Linked DNA regions of Mus musculus: region 1 is linked to region 2. Evidence: chromatin contacts called from public HiChIP or PLAC-seq data. All regions are on one chromosome and are shown on one strand. Each heading gives the region's core, a stretch centred on a gene start, on an enhancer-like site or on the middle of the called end of the contact. The rest is flanking DNA. Distances are from core to core; before and after follow the strand shown.

Evidence for each region. HiChIP or PLAC-seq counts read pairs in DNA pulled down with a chosen protein or histone mark.
Region 1: an H3K27ac HiChIP or PLAC-seq map of embryonic stem cells shows a contact between it and region 2, with 2.4 times the contacts expected there. The contact joins two enhancer-like sites. A contact is called at or near these places in 3 of 115 datasets of contacts at active chromatin or transcription factors (embryonic stem cells, extraembryonic endoderm stem cells and stem cell-derived neural progenitor cells).

The regions. Positions count from the first base shown.
Region 1 is chr8:36,616,708-36,623,561 of GRCm38.p6, reverse strand. The region is part of intron 5 of Dlc1 (deleted in liver cancer 1); the gene reads left to right. Among named protein-coding and RNA genes, the nearest start is that of Trmt9b, 160 kb to the right of the region's middle. Within about 2 kb of position 4,386, at least 9 of the 459 cell types and tissues checked have an H3K27ac peak or open chromatin away from gene starts, as enhancers often do. A contact at or near this core is called in embryonic stem cells, where this site is marked.
Region 2 is chr8:33,909,318-33,916,934 of GRCm38.p6, reverse strand. All of the region lies in intron 1 of Rbpms (RNA binding protein gene with multiple splicing), which reads left to right. Among named protein-coding and RNA genes, the nearest start is that of Gm51528, 11 kb to the left of the region's middle. Within about 2 kb of position 2,619, at least 73 of the 459 cell types and tissues checked have an H3K27ac peak or open chromatin away from gene starts, as enhancers often do. A contact at or near this core is called in embryonic stem cells, where this site is marked.

The DNA of each region.
Region 1 (6,854 bases), core at 3,137-5,636, 2.7 Mb before region 2:
CTCAGGAGACAGAAGCAGGAGCATCTCAGTGAGTTGTGGTCTATCCTGGTCTACAGAGTAAGTCGAGACCAAGGCTATACAGTGAGACCCTGTGTCCAAAATAATATAGCAATAGGGACAGATGGCTAATATACACATAATACTTCTAAATCAATAAGAGTGTGTCATTGAAGTTGGTAAAGAACTTGCTGCACAACCATAAAGACTGAATTTAGATCCCCATCTCTCACAAGAAAAAACAAAAGCACAGGTCTGGTATAAGGTTAACACTGAGAGGCAGAGACAGAATGAGCCCTGAAGCCAGCTGGCCAGCTAGTCTTGATGAATTGGTGGGCTACAGAGTCAATGCTAGACTCTGACTCAAAGTTAAGATGGAGATCTATGTTTCTATCATCTATCACTCTTTCACTCATGCACACACACGAAGTACATACATATATACCACACACAAATAAAAACTATGTTCATATACGTAATTTAAATAGGCTTTTTAATTTATACATATCTTAGTTAGGGTTTCTATTACTGTGAACACCATGATCATGCAACTCTTATTTTTTTTATCTCTTTTTTTTATTACATATTTTCCTCAATTACATTTCCAATGCTATCCCAAAAGTCCCCCATACCCTCCCCCCCACTTCCCTACCCACCCATTCCCATTTTTTTTTTTTTTTGGCCCTGGCGTTCCCCTGTACTGGGCATATACAGTTTGCGTGTCCAATGGGCCTCTCTTTCCAGTGATGGCCAACTAGGCCATCTTTTGATACATATGCAGCTAGAGTCAAGATCTCCGGGGTACTGGTTAGTTAATAATGTTGTTCCACCTATAGGGTTGCAGATCCCTTTAGCTCCTTGGGTACTTTCTCTAGCTCCTCCATTGGGAGCCCTGTGATCCATCCAATAGCTGACTGTGAGCTTCTGTGTTTGCTAGGCTCCGGCATAGTCTCACAAGAGACAGCTACATCTGGGTCCTTTCGATAAAATCTTGCTAGTGTATGCAATGGTGTCAGCGTTTGGAAGCTGATTATGGGGTGGATCCCTGGATATGGCAGTCTCTACATGGTCCATCCTTTTGTCTCAGCTCCAAACTTTGTCTCTGTAACTCCTTCCATGGGTGTTTTGTTCCCAATTCTAAGGAGGGGCATAGTGTCCACACTTCAGTCTTCATTCTTCTTGAGTTTCATGTGTTTAGCAAATTGTATCTTATATCTTGGGTATCCTAGGTTTGGGGCTAATATCCACTTATCAGTGAGTACATATTGTGTGAGTTCCTTTGTGAATGTGTTACCTCACTCAGGATGATGCCCTCCAGGTCCATCCATTTGCCTAGGAATTTCATAAATTCATTCTTTTTAATAGCTGAGTAGTACTCCATTGTGTAAATGTACCACAATTTCTGTATCCATTCCTCTGTTGAGGGGCATCTGGGTTCTTTCCAGCTTCTGGCTATTATAAATAAGGCTGCTATGAACATAGTGGAGCATGTGTCCTTCTTACCGGTTGGGACATCTTCTGGATATATGCCCAGGAGAGGTATTGCTGGATCCTCCGGTAGTACTATGTCCAATTTTCTGAGGAACCTCCAGACTGATTTCCAGAGTGGTTGTACAAGCCTGCAATCCCACCAACAATGGAGGAGTGTTCCTCTTTCTCCACATCCTCGCCAGCATCTGCTGTCACCTGAATTTTTGATCTTAGCCATTCTGACTGGTGTGAGGTGGAATCTCAGGGTTGTTTTGATTCATGCAACTCTTATAAAGGAAAACATTTAATGAAGGGCTGGCTTACAGTTCAGAGGTTTAATTAGTCCATTATCATCATGGTGGGAAGCATGGCAGCATGCAGGCAGACATGGTGCTGGAGGAGCTGAGAGTTCTAGGACCAGATGACAGGGATCGAGAAGATAGGCCTGGATTGAGCATCTGAAACATCAAAGTCCATCTCCTAGTGATGCACAAAGCTACCTATTCCAACAAGGTCATACCTCCTAATAGTGCCATTCCATCTAAGGCGATAGGAGCCATTTTCACTCAGACCACCACACATACTCAATATATATGCATATGTATTTGTATGGCTGGTTTAAAAATGTGAACACACTTAGGCATCATAAGCTAAACACAAAAGGACAAAGATTATAATATTCCTTCTATCATTTATATGAAGTATGAGGATGAGTCAGATTCAACAAAAGGTCATTGGAATGGTTGCTATCAGAGGGTAGAGGAAGAGAATCCAGAGTCAATGTTGAATAGGAACAGAATTTCAGTTTGAGAAAAGGAGAAATTCTAAAGATAGAAAGTGGTTCTGGGGGAGCTGGAGAGATGGCTCAGAGGTTAAGAGCTCCTACTGCTCTTCCAGAGGTCCTGAGTTCAAATCCCAGCAACCACATGGTGGTTCACAATCATCTGAATGAGATCTGACGCCCTCTTCTGGTGTGTCTGAAGACAGCTACAGTGTACTTACATATAATAATAAATAAAACTTTAAAAAAAAAAAAAGTGGTTCTGGCCGAGTGACAGCAAAGTCATGCTTAAGCTACTGAAGCCTTTAGACGTGGTTATGCTGGCAAATTTTGTTATGTAAACTGAATGCAATACAAATGTGAACAAATTTAGCATTCAAAGAAATATAAAGAATGGCGAAGCATTTCTTTTTGCTTATCAGTACCTTAACTCAAATTATCATGCAAGGAGCAAGCACATTCAAACTCTGAAAAGAAAAAGAAAGAAAAAAGAAAGAAAGAGAGAGAGGGGGAGGGAGGGAGGGACGGAGGGAAGGAGGAAGGAAGTAAGTAAGGAAGGAAGGAAGGGAGGGAGGGAGGGAGGGAGGGAGAGAGAGAGAGAGAGAGAGAAAGAAAGAAAGAAAGAAAGAAAGAAAGAAAGAAAGAAAGAAAGAAAGAAAGAAAGAAAGAAAGAAAGAGAAAGAGAGAAAGAGAGAGAGAGAGAGAAAGAAAGAAAGAAAGAAAGAAAGAAAGAAAGAAAGAAAGAAAGAAAGAAAGAAAGAAAGAAAGAAAGAAAGAAAGAAAGAAAGAAAGAAAGGAAGGAAGGATTCTGGAAGACAATGTAGAAAGACAGATAATACGAGATAGGTAGATAGGTAGGTAGTAGGTGATAGGTAGATAAACAATAGATAAATGATATACAGATGATAGATAAATAGATAGGTAGGTAGATAGATAGATAGATAGATAGATAGATAGATAGATAGATAGATAGATATCAAATGCCACAGTATCATTTGCCCACATAATTCAAAGTAAGTAAATTTACTTATAAAATTATTATCTTTGCTCTTAATTAAATTTGTATTATTTAAGAATGCCTATTCAAGATAAGAGTGAAAAACTAAAAAGCTCAGCCTTGCTTAACTGCTTGCTAGGCCCATTAGATGATATAATGTAACTACACAGAGCCGACTCATCAGCTTTGTTAAGTGAATTAAATACCACACAATAGGGGCTGGGCGTGTAGCTCAGCTGTACCTAGGATATATACAGCTGGGGTCTGATCCACAGCACCGCCTGAAGCCTGGCATGGTGGCTCATGCCTGTCATCTCATTACTTGGAACATGAGGGCTGGAAAGTAAGGAATCCAAAGACATCCTTTGCTACATACTGAGTTCAAGGACAGCCTGAGCTACACGAGCTCCAGTCTTAATAAATAAGTACACATTTGCATAATGAAACAAAATATATGCTATTATGTCAATTTTGTGTGCCTGGGAGCCTGGCATGTATAATATATATCAGTTATCTTATGTTCCTGAGTTATCAAGCTTCACTTTTTCCATTTACATATTCCATATTTTCTTAACTCTTCACAATGAACCTTTTAACCTGTATTAAATCACAGAGATAAAATACCACTTGCTTCTAAAATAACATAGCCCATCCCCAGCATTTAAAGAATTGTGTGTGACAAGCTAAAAAAGGATTATAATCAGAGCACGCTAATAGAATAGACCATCCAAGCCTACAGTTAACTTGGTTAATTCAGTGGGAGAGGCAGCCTAGTTGCTCACATGGAGTTAAAAAAAAAATTGCAATTTTTGTTTGCCGTGTTCTTGATTTTTGTGTTGCCAGAGGCCACATGAAAGAACCACATTCATCTTGGCAGAGATCAAGTGAAATTGGGGTGCGGCCGAGGCGTGCGCCTGAGTGTCACTGTTGGGTTCTCATCTCTGCCATTTCTAGCAGTGAGGCCTTAGGCTAAGCCCCAACTGAGCCTTCGGATAAACTAGACTTTCAAATAAATTCTACTGTAAATATGCTAAGTATCCCGGGAAAGCCTACTCATTGAAGTATTAGATCCACATCAAGAACTCAGTGCGCCCAGACTTTCCGCAGAGTGAGCATCCCGTGATTCCATTCAAGGGCGTGGGGCAATGGGAGCCCAAGTTCAGGGGCCATCTTACTCAAGGCGGTGAGACTGTGCTCCACCCCCTACCCCCCTTTGTTTCACTTGAAAAGAAGGCAAAGATACAGCTCACCTGTAGGGTATTGGTCAGGCTTATCCAGGCTCAATCTCTACTATCTCGGTGAGAAAAAAAGAAGAGAATAAGAAGATAGAAAAAGAAAGAATTCCACTGATCTCTGCAAGTTTGTCTGTCCCTACTTCACCCCCCAAGAAACTTCTCCAGATCCCCTCTTGACGCTCACCTTTATTTTACATTACCTTTGTCTGGCTTTAATAAAAACATGTTTGGATGACAGATGTCACATCCTAGGCTGATTCATACTTTGGTTTAAATGGCTACCCAAAAAGAGAATATTTCTATCATTTGTACAAGAACAGAGTCTCTCTGTACCCCTCATAATGTAAAGATGTTTCCAGAAGAATAAATTGGCCTTCCCCCCTATTCTGAATGTGAATTGTCTAAAAGTTATAATAACGGATCTAGCTGAACAGGGCAGCTACTTGTGGTAAATCTTTAAAAGTATAAACCTTTTAGCGCTTTTGTTTTGAAAGCATCTTAAAAAGTGAAATATCAGTTAGGGGAAGGAATCAGGAAGATCCCAAATTGGGGGTCACTAGAGCTAAAAAATAAATAAATAAATAAATAAATATTTCAGGACATCCATTGGGTTTCCAATTGAATTATGCCCCTTTAATTGAAAACCGCTAACATTATTTTCAATATTTTCCCTTTGTCATATTTCCTTTGAGCATTACAAATCAAAATTATTCTCCAGTCATTTCACAATGTTCCATTGAGCACAAATTGCATTACAACATTTTCCAAGCACAGAGGAGACCGCTGGTCCTAAGGGAGGCAAAGAAATTTCCAGAGATTATTTGGCTTCTATCACTAGACCAGAGGTTTAAACTAATTGCCCCAGGGATAAATGAAGCCCAAAGTTGAAATTGTTGTGGATAGCTTCAGATTTTTATTTTTATTTTTAAAATTCGTTTCTAGCATCTAAATGGTGGAAGCCTTGGCACTAACATACATAAACGGGAAAGGTGGTGTAGCTCAGCGGTGGAGAGCTTTCCTGGCATGCAGAAGCGGTTGGTTTGATTATCAGCATAGCAAAGAAGGCAAAGGAAAGGGAGACTGTGGGGAGGACAGAGCTTTTGACATTTTACCCAGTGCACTGGGGTTGTTCTGATAGCACATGCCAAACAGCGAGTACTGGACCAGCAGCCTTCTTCTCTCTGCCCTCCCCCTGCCCTCTCTTCTCTTAAGAATTATTTTGGCCAGGATTTAATGATGCATGTTATTAAAATACGGGGGAGGGGAGATATGTGGCAGTGTCCTCTGCAAACAGAGGCGTTAGACCTCCAGGAGGTGGGTTTACAGGTAGTTATGACCTGCCCTGCGTGGGTGCTAGGAACTCAGTTCAGGCTTTCTGTAAGAGCAGTGTGTGCTCTTAAAGGGCAAGATGTCTGTCTAGCTCCTGGCAGCTCTCCTCTCAGAGGGGCTCTGGGCAGCCCAGCTTGCACTGTCTCACTGAGGATTCCCTCAGTGGCTAGCATCACACAGGTGAGCCTTTCAGGTTGTGTTCCGTTTCTATCATGCAGTGGTGGGATGAAACCCAAGGGATGTCCTTGGACAACGTCAGTAATAGCTAAGTTCAATCATTAAGATAGAGCAGGAACCCATTATCATAGAGAATAGCTCTTCTAGTCTGCTACGCATTAGAGGAGCTAGCTATGAGGTTTTTTTTTCCTTAGTAATCCCACAGTCCTTAGGAAACAACCCTATATAGAGATTGCTGGATGCTGCTGTGGGTAGTCTCTGAGTAGATGATACTTGCCTCAGAGGTGAACGGCACAGGCCGTTATAAAGAGTCTTAATATTTTAAACCTTTGTAACTAGGAATTGATAATTTAATGACAACAACCTACCTCTACAAATACCTAATCTAATCTGTGGAGGAATCTTTTTTCTTTGTGTATGTGATGTATGTGTACATATGAGTTTGTGTGTACACCCACTGTCCGGAGGTCAGGGGTCAGTGGCAAGTGTCTTCCTCAGTTATTATCTCCCTTCCTGGGACCAGAACTCACTGATCTAGTTAGACTGGTTACATAACCAGCAAGCTCCAGTCTCTCCATGCTGTGGTTACTAAAACACTCCCCTTTTCTGGCTTTTGATCTGGATGCTGGGATCCTAAGCAGGTCTTCATATTTGCACAGAGTGACTTGGCCCTTTGAGCCATCTCCCCAGCTCTTGCAGGGGATATCTATTCTTAACGTATGAAAAACGCTTTCCGTGACCATGGAAAATGCTCCCCGCTGCACAGCGAAGCCTGCCTCTCAAGAGTCCAGTGCTTAAGATCAAATCTCAGTTCATGCGGCTCAGCAGACGAATGCAGTTTAAGGTCAGCTGCCCTAGACAGACAAAT
Region 2 (7,617 bases), core at 1,370-3,869:
CAAGTCCTAACCTGACCTGGGTCTGGCCTTCATCACCCTTTGTTGGATAATGTCACAGTCTCAAAGGTTTTTTTTTTTTTTTTTAAAACAGAAGTCAGTTCTTGGCCAGCCTGTCACTACCCTTCAGTTTTATTATCTCATTTTCTGTGTCCCTGTGTGGGGCACGTGACAAGTCTCTTTAGTTGCTTCGGGAAGCCGGCCTCCCTTTCTTAACTTAAAGGGAGTGGCTGCAGGCATTGGCCACTGCTGCTGAAGGAATTGTGATTCCTATCTCTCCACTCTTATTTCCCAGCCCTGACACAGAATGCCAAAACATGCCCCTGTTGGGCTATTTGGAGAGAACCCTTGTCAAGTCTTTTCACGATTGACCCCGTGGATTTTGTTTTATTTGTTAAATTATCTTAATTAGGGGAGGGGAAGTCAGGGCAGTCCTCAACTTTGGAGTTGTTGTTCGAGAAGAGTTTCTTACACCTGGTGTGCTTTTCCTGTAGTTTCAGGGTTTTTTTTTTTTTTTTTTTTTAACAGAGCAAGTCGTTGGCTCTCCTAGGGAATCGGGTGCGACCCTGTGGGTGTGAGCAGGAAATGACCCTCTGTAAACAAAAGGATTATTTAAGGCCCATCCTGAGTTTTTGTGCTTTTGGAAGGGATTATGCAGAAAGCCAGAGTTTGTAATCTGGGCTGTAGTTTTTTCTCTGTGAGGGAAGAGGGGTTGGGGGTGGGGGAGTCAATTTGGCAAATACCCCCTAGAGGTTCCCAACCTTCTTAATGCGGCAGCCCTTAATACAGAGTTCCTCCTGCTGTGGTGATCCGCCAACCCTAAGATCATTTCATTGCTACTTTGTAACTGTGATTTTTGTCACTGTTAGGAATCTGATAATGTAAATATCAGATATGCAACCCATAGGGGTCTCAATCCACAGGTTGAGGATGGCTGCTCTAGAGTTTGGTGCTTGGCCAAGCCAGGCAGCACCCACCGTTGAGAGCCCAAGAAATCTAAGGGTGGGGCCTGGCAGTCCTTTAGGAGGGCATGGTTTTCTACCCCAAGGGGAAAGAAAGGCACCGACTGTCTCGTGTCCATGTAGGTTTTACTCTGGCTTCAAACATTTGCTTAAGAGGCGGCGCCCATCAGAATGTGGGGTATAAACAGAATGGGAATGCAGAGGAAAGAGGTTTTGCTGGGTATGCTGGCTCGGGAGACACAGCCCAGCAGTAAGGAGGCTGAGGCAGGAGGTTTGCAGGAGAGTGAGTGACACCTTGTCTGTGCATAAATAAAAGCAGATCTTTTTCCTTCGTCTAGACTGTCTGTCCCACAGTGGGAGGTGTCTTTAAGCCAACAACAAAACAGTTTTAATCAGCGGATTTCAGATATTAGACGCACAATGAAGAAGTGTCCACACCCAATGTTTGAATGTTACCCCCTCTATATTACTGACTAAGTAGTTAGGTCTTATCAGGATTTTTTCCCCCCTTACAAATTTTTGCTGACTTGCAGTAATAAACTTCCCAGTGCATCTTTTTTAAAAAAGATATTTATTCATTTTTTGTATATGAGTACAGTGTAGCTGCCTTTATACACACCAGAAAAGGGAATTGTATGAATTACAGATGGTTATGGGCTACCATGTGGTTGCTGGAGTTGAACTCAGGACCTCTGGAAGAGCTGTCAGTGCTCTTAACCTGAGACATCTCTCCAGCCCCTCCTCCTACATCTTTTTAAGGAGTAGAAATCTCATTTAATAACTAGAAACACACTCCCTCCCCCCAAAGTAGATTTGTGGTTTTCTTCTAGTTTTCAGCTGAAAAGGACAAATATCTTTGTGAAGCACTTTTTTTTAGGGTTCTTTGTTTTCTTTTTAAGTGCTACATCCAGAAGGCTAGCTGATAAATGTTTTGTGCACAGCCCCTGTGTGGGGGTGGAGGGATGTAGAGTATTTACACCCAGGCATCAAGCAGTGAACTTGATGCAGAGATAAGGTTAAAGCAGCCATTCAGTCCCCAGTTCTAAAGGGTTTTATTTGTATGCTAAATGTGCTGGGAACCTCTGTATTTTAGATGTGAGACCGACCCAGCTGTTAAAAGAACCCAAACATTGGAATTCAGCTAATAGGGGAAAGTTATTCATAATGAAAAACCCGGTATCTAAAATATTGATATATTTCTGTCGTTTTCTTATTGTTCTTTTGTTTGTTCCTTCCTTGAGATCCGGTTTCCCTGTGTCCTGTCCTGGAACTTGTTTTGTAGACCAGGCTGGCCTTGAATTCAGAGATCTGCCGTCTGGGTGCTGGGATCAAAGGCGGGCTTAACGCTCATCTTTTCTGTTCCCGTTTTTTTTTTTTTTTTTTTTTAATGTTGTGTGAGGGATTGATTAAAAAAGCAGGCGTTCATCCCATCAAACTGTAACCCCCGCGATAGGATTTCTCCACCCACAAAATAGCCAATTCAAGCTGAATTGAAAGTACCTAAAGGGAGGGTTCCCGCTGATCTCCCAGCATGAGGTCAGAGAAGTTCCTGTCGGATTGGGAGACAGAAAAGGCCGGAGGCGCTAGGAGATGGGGAGTGGAGACCCGCCCAAATGTCTGGAGAGTCTTGAAGAGCCTCTGGGGGAGAGGAAGCCTATCCCTGGATTGGGAAGTTCTGGGTAGAGGGCGGGGTATGGCCAGCCACGCCCTGGAACAGGTGGGGACTGAGGGATGCTGGGAGAACCCGGAAGCCCGATAAGCATCTCCTCACTTGTCCGGGGTCTGAAACCCAGCACCCAGGCCTTAGTACTTTTTAAAAACTGTTAGGTAGGGCACGTTGTAAGCGAGGACGCAGCAAAACCGTCAAACCAGACCACTCCGGGGTAGAAAGAAAAGTTTATTGCAAATAAACCTGCAAACTGGCAAGACTGGAGGGAGGGGCAACGGAAGAGGAATATGGTGGAAAAGCTAGCAGATTTTATATGGCGGTCACAGGGCCAGCATCTTTGAGCTGTTCAGATTGACCCAGAACTAGATGCCTTTGCCCAGGGTACTTGACCTTTGGGGTGGATGAAGGGCAGAGTTTCCTGGTGAACAAAAACTCACCTTTAGGGTCGTTTGCCTGGTAACAGTTTTTCAGTTTATTGGGCCTAAAGCAGCGTGACCATCACTGCCATTTTGGAGTGCTCCATTGGACCTAACAGAAGTGTGTCTGTTGACATTTGATCCTCGTCCTGCATCCACCCAGCTGATTGTGAGTCTTAAAAAGAAGACAGATTTTCAGAGGAGGAAGAATTGAAGTGGTTACAACTTGGGGCTATGCAGTGAGCCTCTAATTTCTGCAGAGAAGTCAGCGTTTGTTCTTGTTTTGTTTTGGCGCGCTTGACCACTGGGCTCTCCGTCCATAATGTTTTAACCATTAACTGTCCTCCCAACTGTTTGTTCCTGAAAATCCTGGCTTGTAGTCAAAAACTGGATTAGCTGGGAAGAAGAGCCCCAACAGGACAGGACTGGCTGTGGCCATTTCTTGATTAATGGTTGACCTGGGAGGGCCTGGACCACTGGGGACCTTCCAGCAGGTAGTCCTGGCTGGTATTAGAAATTGAGGCTGAAAAAGCAGGGGTTGGGGGTGGGGTGGGGTAGGGATGGGGGATGGGAGGCAAGTCAATAATCAGCCTGCCTCCAGGGTTCTACCTGAATTTCAGCCCCCCACCGACCAGCCTTCCTTTCTGACTAAAGCTATGCTCTAACCCTTTGCTCCTCAGGTTGTTTTAGGTCTGGTGTTCTATTACAGCCGGAGAAATCTGGCTAACAAAGGTTGCCTGTGCCTTTTGTAATACCATGGGTCACTGTTGGACAGAGCTGAGTCATCTGTTGACTTTGATGTGAAAAAAAGAGCACTTTCTGCATAGACTGGGGAAGGCTGGGAGGAGCACTCTCTGCATAGACAGGGGAAGGCTGGGAGGAGCACTTTCTGCATAGACTGGGGAAGGCTGGGAGGAGCACTCTCTGCATAGACAGGGGAAGGCTGAGGAGGAGCACTCTGCATAGACAGGGGAAGGCTGAGGAGGAGCACTCTGCATAGACAGGGGAAGGCTGGGAGGAGCACTCTCTGCATAGACTGGGGAAGGCTGGGAGGAGCACTCTCTGCATAGACAGGGGAAGGCTGAGGAGGAGCACTCTGCATAGACAGGGGAAGGCTGAGGAGGAGCACTCTCTGCATAGACTGGGGAAGGCTGAGGTGCAGATTGCCTCAGGTTCTCCATTCTGTCTGGTGCTGGCTTGGAGACTGCACACTTAGCCAGTGGTTACTAGATTGCAGTTGATCTCTGTTTCCCCAAGAGCCTGCCATAAATCCCCTCCCGGCCTCCATGCCCCCTTCCCACCTCCCTCCCCCGCCCCCTGTCCACCTCTGCCTTACAACGTAGGGAATTTCTTTGTGGTGGAATAAAGAGAAAGCCCTGTGGTTGGCTGTTCCTCTTCCTGTACCCTCAGGATGGCCTACTCCCCACCCTCACCTGGTGGGGTTTTATTATTTTTTTTGGGTGGGGTCATTGTATAATAAGAATTTATAGGAATTAGCTGCTACAGGTGAGCGACACTATAAAACTTGTGGTTAGTTTTGCTCTATAATTTATCTGATTGACAGTATTAAACGCAGAAGTCAGCCACTCATCTAACGGGACTTAGATTTCGAAATGTTTTTCTCTTGGCAGATACATTCTTCTGTATTATCCACCCCATCAGAACGTGGAGAAGCGAAAAAGAAAAGAAAACTGACGGGTTGTGCCTGGTAGCATAGGCTTATATAACAGTCGGAGCGGAGACAGGAAGGTTGGGAATTTGAGGCCAGCCTGGCCTATTTACTGAGACCCTCCTGTCTGAGGGGAAGAGAGAAAGAACACCACCTTAGCTTTGTCTATACATACACATTTTTAAAGATTTGTTATATGTATACACACACACACACACACACACACACACACACACACACACTGTGGCTGTCTTCAGATACACCAGAAGAGGACATCAGGCCCCATTACAGATGGTTGTGAGCGACCATGTGGTTGCTGGGAATTGAACTCAGGACCAGTTAGCAACCAGTGCTCCTACCCGCTGAGACGTCCCTCTACATACGTTTTTAACAAGTGAAATCTGAGTGTTTTTGGATTTCTTCTTCTTTTTTTTTTTTTTTTTTTGGTTTTTTTCGAGACAGGGTTTCTCTGTGTAGCCCTGGCTGTCCTGGAATTCACTTTGTAGACCAGGCTGGCCTTGAACTCAGAAATCCATCTGCCTCTGCCTCCCAAGTGCTGGGATTAAAGGCGTGCGCCATCACTACCCGGCTTGGATTTCTTTTTTTCCATCATTTTACACCTGCCAGTCAGTATGTCAGTAGACATGTTTGTTGCAATGCACAGCAGACTCTAAGATGACCCTTCATTCTAGCTGTACATAGCAAAAGATGTCACTGAAGGGAACCTGGATGTTTAAAGGAGTGGGAGAAGGCCACTGTCACCTCGGGCACAAGGGACTGCTTGCTCTTGGGCCAGATTTCTTAAGTCTTCCTGTGGCTGGGGATCCCCTCCCTTGATTTCCAGGTCTCGGCTTTCTTCAGCTCCTCTCTCTGTGCAAAGCCCTGCAGCTTGGGTACTGGGGCGCTTCATGCGCAGTGTGACAGCTGATGTCAAACCGATCAGAGACACTTCTGTTACAGTATTTAAAATTCTTCATTCCGTGTCGTAGCGCGAACTTGCCCAATCCTTATTAATGGGCATTGGCTTTTGGTGTACATAACTTTGTATATCCTTCTAGTTAAGATTGTGTGTCTACTCTTAAGTGGTTTCCTTAGCTTGAAGTCTTAGAAATGGAATTTTGGGGGGCACAGAGCATGAATTCTTTTAAAGACGTTTGATGTTCATTGCCAAGCCTTCTCTAGAAATAGTGCACTGAGAACACCCGCCAAGGCCTGTTCTGCATCCCCTGCCCCTGAAATGTAAAGATTATATAGAATGCCTCTTCATAGTTTGTCACCTTGGGTTCTGTGACACGTGGCCAGTCTGCCATGCTCACGGCTGATGCACAGCACCGAGCTGTGATACTCTGGGACTTTTCTAACCCCTTCTCAAAGCACTGGACATGTGCTTTCTAGTAGGGTGCTAGGTGCCACCATAGTTGTCCCCTGCTAAGTTGTCACCTGCTAAGGTGCTAACTAGGGGGGACACAGTGAGAAATGTTGGTTCTGTGATGTAAGTGACCAGGTACTTATTACTATGCCTTTCTGACGGCTCATCTCTGCTGATGCAGTGTTGGTCCATGTGTGTGTGTCTGGCATCCTTGGAGGCCATCCAAGGCCATAGTATCCTCCAGACTTGGGGTTACAGATAGTTGTAAGCCGCTTTGTGGGTGCTGCAGATTAAACCTTTCTTTCCTCCCTCATACCTTGGTTTCTTCCTCCCCCTTCTATGATAGTCTCTGCATAGCCCTGACTATTCTGGAACTTCATGTAGACCAGGCTGGCCCTGAATTCACAGAGATTTGCCTGCTTCTGCCTCCTAGTGCTGGGATTCAAGTTGTGCCCATCTCTGGCTCTCATTCACTGTTTTTTTTTTTTTAAATCACCTCCAGCATTTGTCAGGTGTGTTACCCTTGAGGCATACTTAACCATACTGGTTTATAGACATCTCGGTATGGACATGCATCTCAGAGCCTTTGGGTTGGTCCTGAATCTTTTTCTTTATCTGGTCACACGATTGGCTTGCCCTTGGGGTGAGGACAGAGACAGTGGTAGATATTTCTGGTCAGTTTGCCCTACAGTTGATACACAGCTAGTCAGTTTGACACCTGGAAGGAGCTTACATTTAAATAGCAACGTTTTTTCCTTAGAGTGGTCAACAGGGCACATTTCCTTTCTGCCTTTCCCTACGACAAGAGGAAGCATGGAACTCTAGTGTGGAAGACCAGTCAGGGTGTTGTCCTCTCAGAAAGGCTGTTTTGTAGATGCCCACAGCATACCAAGAGCCAAACATTGCCTGAGGAGTGTGTAGCTAGCTCAGGTCTGCCCGTGTGGGCAGGGCAGTCATCACTAACCCCAGCCCACAGGCCTCCTTAATTGTTACCAGAGCCTTTCTGTGGAGCACACCCTCCACAAAGCCAGCACACATGGCGTTTGAGTGTGAGCCTAGGAAATGAGCAGATGTAATGGAAACCTCTGTCCTGACTCATCCCGCCCGTTACATGAGTGGAATTCACTTCGCCTTGGCATGTTCTACCCTTAATAGTACTTGAGTGTGAATTCCCGTTGCGTTCCTGGGGTAACTGAATTTTTATGCATCTGGCACTTTTCTCAGAGTAACTGAAAGCTCTTTGGCGACTCAGTGCCTGCCTTCTTTTCTTGAATTCAGGTTGATAGATGGCGAAGGGAACGTTGATGCCTTGGGAGGCCGGATGAGTCCCCTGGGATGCTGGAATGGTATTTGCTGAGGACAGGCCGGCAGCCTGGCATTGCCCTGGCCTTTCTGGGGGAATGTAGAAATTGTTAGAGACACAGTATTCCTGCCTATTTGGAAGGACCCCAGTGAGCACATGAAGTGACAGGATAGTGGCTGGAGATTGGATATAGTTGGACAGTACTGAGAAAAGTGCACGTGGGATGAGCTGA